Linked DNA regions of Rattus norvegicus: region 2 is linked to region 1. The links are chromatin contacts, called in public Hi-C maps. All regions are on one chromosome and are shown on one strand. The core of a region is the stretch at or near the end of the contact, and the rest is flanking DNA. Distances in the headings are between cores, read along the strand shown.

What was found. Hi-C and Micro-C count contacts between places; a contact is called where the count stands out from the background.
Region 2: a contact with region 1 is called in a Hi-C map of frontal cortex, with 2.3 times the contacts expected there. The contact joins the promoter of Ube2q1 here to the promoter of Flad1 in region 1. A contact is called at or near these places in 2 of 12 Hi-C or Micro-C datasets (frontal cortex and psoas muscle).

What each region holds. Positions count from the first base shown.
Region 1 is chr2:177,124,376-177,128,817 of GRCr8, reverse strand. Flad1 (flavin adenine dinucleotide synthetase 1) reads left to right here and starts at 2,168. Exons shown (of 8, transcript NM_001110138.1): 1 at 2,168-2,225; 2 at 2,630-2,860. The coding sequence starts at 2,780.
Region 2 is chr2:177,494,315-177,498,756 of GRCr8, reverse strand. Ube2q1 (ubiquitin conjugating enzyme E2 Q1) reads right to left here and starts at 2,197. Exons shown (of 13, transcript NM_001106448.2): 1 at 1,782-2,197. The coding sequence starts at 2,108.

The sequences.
Region 1 (4,442 bases), core at 919-3,418:
CCTCTGCCACCTGAGTGCTAAGATTAAAGGTGTGTACCACCACTCCCAGTTTAAGAATTTCAAACAAGGGCTGGAGAGTTGGCTCAGTGGTTAAGAGCACTAGCTGCTCTTCCAGAGGTCCTGAGTTCAAATCCCAGCAACCACATGGTGGTTCACAACCATCTGTAATAGAATCTGATGCCTTCTTCTGGTGCGTATGAAGACAGCTACAGTGTAGTTATACATAATGAATAAATACATCTTTTTAAAAAGATTTTTTCAGGGGTTGGGGATTTAGCTCAGCGGTAGAGCGCTTGCCTAGGAAGCACAAGGCCCTGGGTTCGGTCCCCAGCTCCGAAAAAAAAAAAGATTTTTTTTCAAACAAGTCTATAATTCTGGTTGCACTCTTCCTCCACCCACCCATCCCCCTTTTAGCTGCTTATTTTTTTTCTTTTATTAAACTAAGGAAATCCCACAGGACTTACTACTTAAAGCTGATCTTTCATTCACTGTAGCATTTTTAAGGTTGTGTGGCACCCCTTGACCTTTCTGAACTTATATCCAACAATATATAATTCTTTCTCAGTCCTGAGATATGAACTCAGATCCTCCCAATGTTAGACCAGTGCTCACCACTAAGCCACGTTGCTAACATTGTTCCTCACGTGTAACAGAGCATATTTATCTGAAAAGATTTTGTGGAATAAAATATGGCCATTTGTGGTTTAGCACACCTTCAAGTCACAACAGAAAATCCCGGGGGAAATGTAGATCTCAGACCCATCCAAATCTACTGCATCACAGTTTACATAACCATAATATCCAGGGATAGTGAGGTGGTTCAGCAGGTAAAAGAGTAAGGTTTGGCCACCCAAATTGGACCACCTGGGTTAGATCCCAGCACCCACATAAAGGTGAAAGAGAAGGGACACCAGAAAGTTGTCCTCTGGCTTCCATATGCCTGCTGTGGCATTGCTGCCCTCCCATCATACAATAATGGTAAAAACGTTTTTGGTTTTTAAAAATCGCAGATGATTAAGCTATTTTCCCCCAGCAAAGCAAAGGGTGGAGGGGCACCGAAATAGGAATTCGATAGGATGTTATGGGTACCCAAAGTGAATACAAGTTACTTCTACTTACTCCTTCTCTGCAGGGGCCCATCACTGAAAAGTGATGTTCTTCTGGAGGGGGTCGGGGCAGGAAAGGGTTTTTAATTTTTAGTGTCAGAGGCTTAAGTAGTTTTTACGTTTATATTAGAAAGAAACGAAGATATCACACTCTGCAACTCACACTCCATTGTGAGATGGATAAACACCGTCTTCATCTTTCTGCTACAAAACAGAACCCCAGGTTGGCGCACTATCTTGGGCTGCCCATCCCAGGGACTCTGAAAGGAAGATCTCCCTCAAATATAAGAGGCAAAACCGGGGGTTGGGGATTTAGCTCAGTGGTAGAGCGCTTGCCTAGGAAGCGCAAGGCCCTGGGTTCGATCCCCAGCTCCGAAAAAAAAGAACAAAAAAAAAAAAAAAAAAAAAAAAAAAAAAAAGGCAAAACCGGGCGGGAGTGGCATACGCCTTTTAAGTCCCAGAACTTTGGAGGCAGAGTCTGGAGGAGTTAATAGGCCTGGTCCACAGAGCGAATTCCAGTTAAGCCAAGCTACACAGAGAAACCATATCTCGAAAGAGGAGAGAGACAGAAAAAGAAATGTGGATGCGACAAACAGTAGTAACACGCGCCATGAATCCCACCACTTCCCAACCAATTCGAGACCAGTCTGATCTGTATAAACAAGTTATTTCCAGGGCTATATACTGGGGCTCTGTCTTAACTGTTTTTTAATAGTTGAATGAAACAGAATCAGATCACAAAGCCGCACCCGACAGTCCTTAAAGCACTTCCCAACATTCTCCTTTCCCGTACCAAACTCTTTAAGTCCCGCCTTCCATGGGCTAAGGGCAGGCCCCTATTTTTATTTCCGGGCAGTGATGACTACGTGGTGTTGCCAATAACAACTTAGCATTTCCTTAGCGCCTAGGATGAAGCGCATGAGCGATTGCCAAATAGACCAATAGAACTATTGTTAAGAGTAAGCGACAGCCAGAGTAACCAATCAACATGAAGCATTGTTAGGTGGGACTTTGAGTTACGGAAGCTGTCCTAGGACATGCGGGAAGGAAAGAGCGAATGACCCTGTGAAGGGGGCAAAATAGAGGTGGAATGATACAAGATCAGCGATCTGAAGCCTGGTGAGAAAAACAGATTTCGGGATAGAAAGGGTGCAAAAGTAGGTTAAGTCCTGGTGAGTGGTGGAGGGAGGAAAGAAATGCATTTAAAGGGACCCTAAGGCCCAGAATAAGGTAGACATTTAAAGGGGCAGGTGATCCGAAGAGAAGAGAGACATTTAAAGGTGCAGATACCCAAGACAGAGCAAATTTCAGACCTGCTCAGCAAACGGAAATAGCTAAAGTGGTAGGTCTTGGGAGAACATGGCACTTTTAAATAAATAGGAATCGAGACGCTTTTAGGAACCTGGGCCTTAAGAATACGTTAAAGAGACCAGAGTAAAGGTGACTAAAGAAAATTGAGCCTTCCTCCAAGAAGGAAAAAGTTACACTCCTGCCATCTTCATTGTCCTTTCCGGCTCTTCCAGGCTCCCTCAACCCCGGACTGAGTACTCAGGGTATGGCCTCCAGTATCCTGTAGACCTGTAGACCTGGCGGCCTCTCAGTACTTACGACCCCAATTTGGGGTTCTGAGTGGCTACTTGAAAGCCTTGCAAAAAAGCAGAGAGAGCAGGACCATGGCATCTAGGGCCTCTGAACTGCCCCCAGGACGCAGCGTGACAGCGGGCATCATCATTGTTGGAGATGAGATCCTTAAGGTGTGTCTGGAATGGAAGAGGGGAAGAGTGTGGCATTCTACTGCTGTGGGCTCTCTTTCCGGTGAAAGGAGGGAAACCAGAATGGGAATCCCCTTTCTTGTCAAAGTAGGGCCCTGGAGTGAGTTCTAACATATTGGAGGAAAATGACCCTATTGGAAGAAAATTAGTTTTTTTGTTGAAAGATGGATAGTAACTTTCCTACAACTTGCCACGGAGAAGCAAAGGGGAGCAAAGTAGCCACATAATTACAGGAGGCAGGGCAAGGAGAGGAAGCACAGGTGTATGTGATGTGTATCCCACGTGTTTTTAAGTTATTCAAGGAGCTCAGCAGACTGGATAGGTGAGCTAGAAGGAAGGTACTGGAAGAAAGGACTCTATTCTGAATGGCCCCAGTGTGGGGAGGTGGCAAGCATAGGTTTCTAACAGTAATAGTTACCCTGATCTTTTTTATTGTCTACCAGAGGCTGGTCTGCACTCACTACATCACATGAAGCCTTACAAACCGCAACAATTCCGTGCAGTTAGGTTTTTTATTACAGATCTCTATAGATTATGAAACAGCCTCAAAGAAATTAAGAAACTTATCCAAGGTCACAAGACTACAAGGTCCTAGGAGCAAGGTGGCACATGCCTTTACAGCACTTGGGAGGCAGAAGCAAGTGAATCTTCATGAGTTTGAGGCCAGCCTGGTCTGCAGAGCCAGTTCCAGAATAGCTAAAGCTACACAAAGAAACCTTATCTCAGAATAAATAAAAATGAAAATAGTGGGGGCTGGAGAGATGGCTCAGTGGTTAAGAGCACTGACTGCTCTTCCAGAGGTCCTGAGTTCAAATCCCAGCAACCACACAGTGGCTCACAACCATCTGTAATGGATCTGATGCCCTCTTCTGGTGTGTCTGAAGACAGCAACAGTGTGCTTATATATAATAAGTAAATCTTTTTTAAAAAGAAGGAAAGAAAGAAAGAAAAAATAAATAGTGGTAGAGATAGAATTCTAGCCCAATTCTTTCTTTTTTTTTTTTTTTTTTTTTTTTTTGGAGCTGGGGACCAAACCAATTCTTTCTTACTCCAGAGCACAAACTTTTTTTCAGAGATTGGGTATCCCAGGCTGGCTTAGACCTCTCTCTCTCTCTCTCTCTCTCTCTCTCTTTTTTTTTTTTTTTTTTAATGTTAACCAGGCTGGCCTTGACCTCACAGAGATTCACCTGCTGTTGTCTCTGCCTCTGGAGTGCTGGGATTAAAGACATAGGCCACCATATGCCTAGGCCACCATATGCCGGGCTTAAAGATGTTAATTTTATGTTTATATGTCTGTGGGGGAGGGGGAGTACTCACAGAGGCAGAAGTTATAGATTCCCTGGAGTGGGGCTTAAGACTCTTATGAGCTGCCCAACCATTCTGAGAGCCAAGCTTGGGTTCTCTGGAAAAGCACTCTTAGTTACTAAGCCATCTCTTCAGCTCCAGAAGATGAACAAACTTTTCATTTATTTTATTTTGAGATAGGGTGCAACACAAACTCTTTAACTACTCATCCCTCTGTAGAGAGAGAAGTAGAAGCTAAGGTTAGGAAAGAAGACAGGGC
Region 2 (4,442 bases), core at 948-3,447, 370 kb before region 1:
AGTCACATTGATGAGAAAAATGCAGGCTTGTAGCCACCAGGGGAGGAGGAACTAAAATAAAACTGTTTCCAAAGCTAATAGTAAAAGGGCATTTGCAAGATCCACCCCCAGCCCAGAGCCCCCCTAAGACCCATTCTCCCTACCACTCCCTCAGGAACCTGCCCTCATCCTGAGTCCAGGCATGGGCTGGGAGAAAAAAGCCTACGCTACTGACATTCCCAGCATTCCTGAGCCACCATGCCAAAGGAGCCTCACCAGACTCCCCTCCTCTGCCCAAGGCAAGGGGGCCAGTGTAGGCCAAGTTTCTTTTAGAGGGGCCATGGGCACTGCAGCTGAGAACCCCCAAAGACAAAGAGAGTAGACGGCCTCTGGCAACTGAAAGGAAGCAGCTGGAGGAAGCAGACCTACCCGTAAGTGAATCCACTTAGCAAAATCCAATCTTTGATGTTTCAACACATGCCAAGGAAGCCTTACCCACTTCTACTGGGGATCTTAGCGATGCCATAGTTCTAACCAGTGCTGCAGGAAAAACAGTACCAAAGATGCTAAAATCTTTACTTGACTGAGCCACTCCTGGTGGTCATAGCTTGGTGAGGTAAGCCTCAGCTTGGATAGATGAGTCCCCATCAAAACTCAAGTATCTCATTATTACTCCACTCCCAAAGTTACCTCACCAAACCACGACCTGGTTTGGTGGCAGAAAGGGCTAGAAAACACCATGAAAAATGAATTGAAGCTTCCAAGAACCACAAAACTCACAAGTCTGTCTTCCCCCCCCAGGCAACTCCCATTTCTAGTGTGGAGAGCTAGCTGCCCACTAGCTCTCTGGCTAGCTCTAGGAGGGACAAGATCATTACAGTGGGTGTTACCGAACAACATGAGCACTAGATCACACAGTACCAGCTGTTAAAACATTACACCCAACAATTTCCTCAAGGGACACTAGGGGATAAAATAAGGCAGGACACATGTAAGGTGCTTCCTAATCTAGTATAGTTAGGATGGAATGATGCCTACTGGGGAGAATGACACTGTTACTGCTCAACACACACACACACACACACACACACACACACACACACACACACACACACACGCATGCACACTGCTATCACCACCAGAAAAGGCAACAATCACCAAGGATAAGCAGACATGATCCTAGGAATGGGGAGGGAAGTGCCAAAGTTGCTACCAGCCAAGGCAAAAAGAGGAGTTAAAGGTTAGTTACACCAGAGTAAGGAAGAGGAAATCCAACGTGGAGTCAATGAACGGCACTACTACTTGGTGAAATTCAGGGAGCAAAGGGGTTGCACGAGGGATGCTTGCGCAGGGAGCCCACAGGTGGTAACATCTAAGCGGAAAGAACTACTGAGAAGGGTCACTATGGAACTGGGCTGAGTTCCAGACTAGGTCCTTCCAGCAGAGGCCTGGAATCTTATTAGAGTTGGGGTGGGGAGAAGAAATGGGCATTTCTAGGTGACATGGTGAAGTTGTGGAGGAGTAAGCAGAAGGAGCCAAAACCTGAGGTGTGGGTGGATTCATAGGAAGATGTGGTTGAGGGGCCACATGTCCCGGTGTCCCTCGCTCTCAGGGGTCAACAGCAAAGACTGTGACTGCACCACAGAACCTCAAGCTGAAGAAACAAGTGTAGCCTTGGAGAGAAGGAGCCAAGCACCAAGAGGGAGCTCCGGCCTCCGGGTCCTTCGAGAGCAGGAGGTTGTATGGTGTGATTTCGAGCACCAGACAAGGGACCCCCAGCGTGGCGCAAGCGAGGTCCTCACCGTGATGTTGCAGTGGATGCGGACGGGGTCCCCCGGCACCGACCCCCGGGAGGGGAGATGGGGTCCGGGCGCAGCCCCGGCCCCGGCCCCTCCGGCTCCGGCCAGCAGGAACTCGCAGCTCAGCTCGTCCAGGCAGGCGCTGGCAATGCGGAAGCGCTCGTGGCCGCGGTGGAAGATGGACTCGAGCAGCTTCAGCTCCCGCCTCAGGCAGGGCCCTGGCCCCGGGCCCCCTCCCGGGCCGCCCCCGGCCCCCGGCGCCGCCCCCTGGACCCCCAGTTGCTGCCCCGGCCCCGGCTGCTGCTGCCCCTGCGGCTGCGGCTGCTGCATCCTCCGCTCCGCTCCGCTCCGGGGCCGGCGGGCCGGGAGCCTCCGGCCTCCGCTCCGGGCTCCGCCGCCGCCGCGGTCCGCACTTCCTGATCCCCCCTTCGCCAAGATGGCGCCGCCGCCACCTCCGGGACAGGCCCCCTCCGCTCGCCGGCCCACCCCCCCCACGGCCGCCGGAAGCCGCGCGCCCCTCCCCCTCCGCGGCGGCCCCGCCTCCGGCCTCACGTGACCTCTGAGCTCCGGCCCCCGGCACGTGATCCGCGCGTCTTTCCCGCCCCCCGGCCCGCGCCTGTCACCCTCCACATGTGACCCGCGGCCCTCGCCTCGCTGCTCGAAGCGCTTCCGTGCGTGTACGTGCGTCGTGCGTGACTGTGCACCAGGGCCTTTGCCAGCGCTTCCCCGTCACATGGCCGGCGTCTCCTGTCACGTGGTCGTCGCCTGTGTTCCCAGGGGCTCCCCGCGCGGGACTCTTGCTTCCTGCTTGCGTCCGGCCGGCCCCGCGTGCGGTGGCTAGCGGTGTCCGTCCTGTATCCCCCATGGCGGTCGTCGGGCCGCGTCGCCTGCCTCTGCGTCTGCGGCGGCGAGCCCGGTGAGTGGTCGGAGAAATTGACTTGGATCTCCCTGCGGTTCCCGTACGGCGTGTGACCTTGGGTTATCTACGCTTCTACTGAGCCTCAGTTTCTCCATCAGAACAATGGCTCTGTACAAGACAGCGAGGCCTCCTTAGCCTGTTCCCAAAGACTCGGTGCAAGGTTACTGGTGTCGAGTATGGTCTCTGGTCAGTTATGTTTGGGGAGAAAGAATCACTGGAGTTCGTTTTTGTGAGTGCAGAGTACTAACCTAGGGATTGAATAGAAGACACCCTTGCCGACCTGACCTACTACTTACTATTCATCCTCCCACCTCGTCGCACTGATCCTGACCAGGACTTGAAATTTGTGGCACTACCTCGTCGTTTCCACTAGGTGGCACTATCACAAAGGACAACGGAGGGTCCTGAAAGCCAGCGCTGCAAACTGCAGGTGCCAGCCTGTTGTAAGGCCTGATAGCTTTGGAGCCAATTCACCTTGTGAGCCATTGGCCTGACCGCCGTCACCACCTTTATGTTTGTTGGAAGCTGACTGTACCTTGGTGCTGGGCTACTGATACACTCCATGATGCTAGCAGAAAGCTTTAATTGGCCAAGTTCAACTCTGGATGTTTAAAGAAATTAGTGTTCTTTGAGCCTTGGTGGGTGGTGGTGGAGGGGATGCTGGTTTTCTTGTGATGGGAGCAGCCTGAACATTTACCTGCATACCATCTTTGTGCCTATGTCCACAAGCTGGAAGCATAAAATACCGGGGTAAGCCAGTCCTAGCAGTACAGGATTGTAGTCCCAACTACCAAGAGAGTCAGAAGTCAAGACCTACCTGGATAACTTAGTAAACTCCTGCCTTGGTCAATAACTAATAAGAGCTGGTGATGTGGTAGAACGCTTGCCTAGAAAGTAGAAGCCCTGAATTTGACACCCCCCTCATCACACACAAAAAGAGTTAAGTATAAAAAGTCTAATTTATCAAGCATTCCCTGAGCCAGGAATATTGAGCAAATATTCCTAACCCTCTTAACGCCATTGCAAGGTGAGCATTTTAACCCCTATTTTATAGATAAAGGTCAGAATCTATAGCTACTGAGCAGAACTTCTGGGTCTGTCTCCATGTCCTCTACCCTGTTTTGTCTGCTTGCCTGCTTCCTTTATTTCTTTTGTTATTGTCAGGGTCTTGCTGTATAGCCCAGGCTGGCCTGGATTTCATTCTCTTGTCTCAACTTCCCAGTGCTTATATAGGCAAGCATGCACTACCTTGCTCAACTCCTCTATTCTGCCAGCCCCACATGCTTCCTTTTAGAACTTTTCAGACCACATGACCTTTAGCCCTTACCCAAGGCACTGGAACTTGAGGTCTTCCTCTCAGCCTTCAAGTACTGAAATTATATGTTCTTGCACCAGGCCTGAGGAGCTTTATATGAAAGCAGTGTGTGTGTGTGTGTGTGTGTGTGTGTGTGTGTGTGTGCATATTTTGCATGCACATAGGTTCATGTGTGCCTGGTGTCCACAGAACCAGAAGAGGGCATTGGGTCCTCTGGAGCTGGAGGTAAAGATGATTTCAAGAAGCTTGTGAGTGCTTGGAACTGAAACCTGGGTCCTCTGCAAAAGCAAGAATTCTTATCCACCGAGCCACGTCCCCAAACCCATATACAAGTTTTAAATGTATACATTTACATATTGTCCTGAAGATTGAGCCCAGGGCCTCATCCTGCTAGGCTTTGTCGTTGAGCTACATTCCATATGGGGTTTAT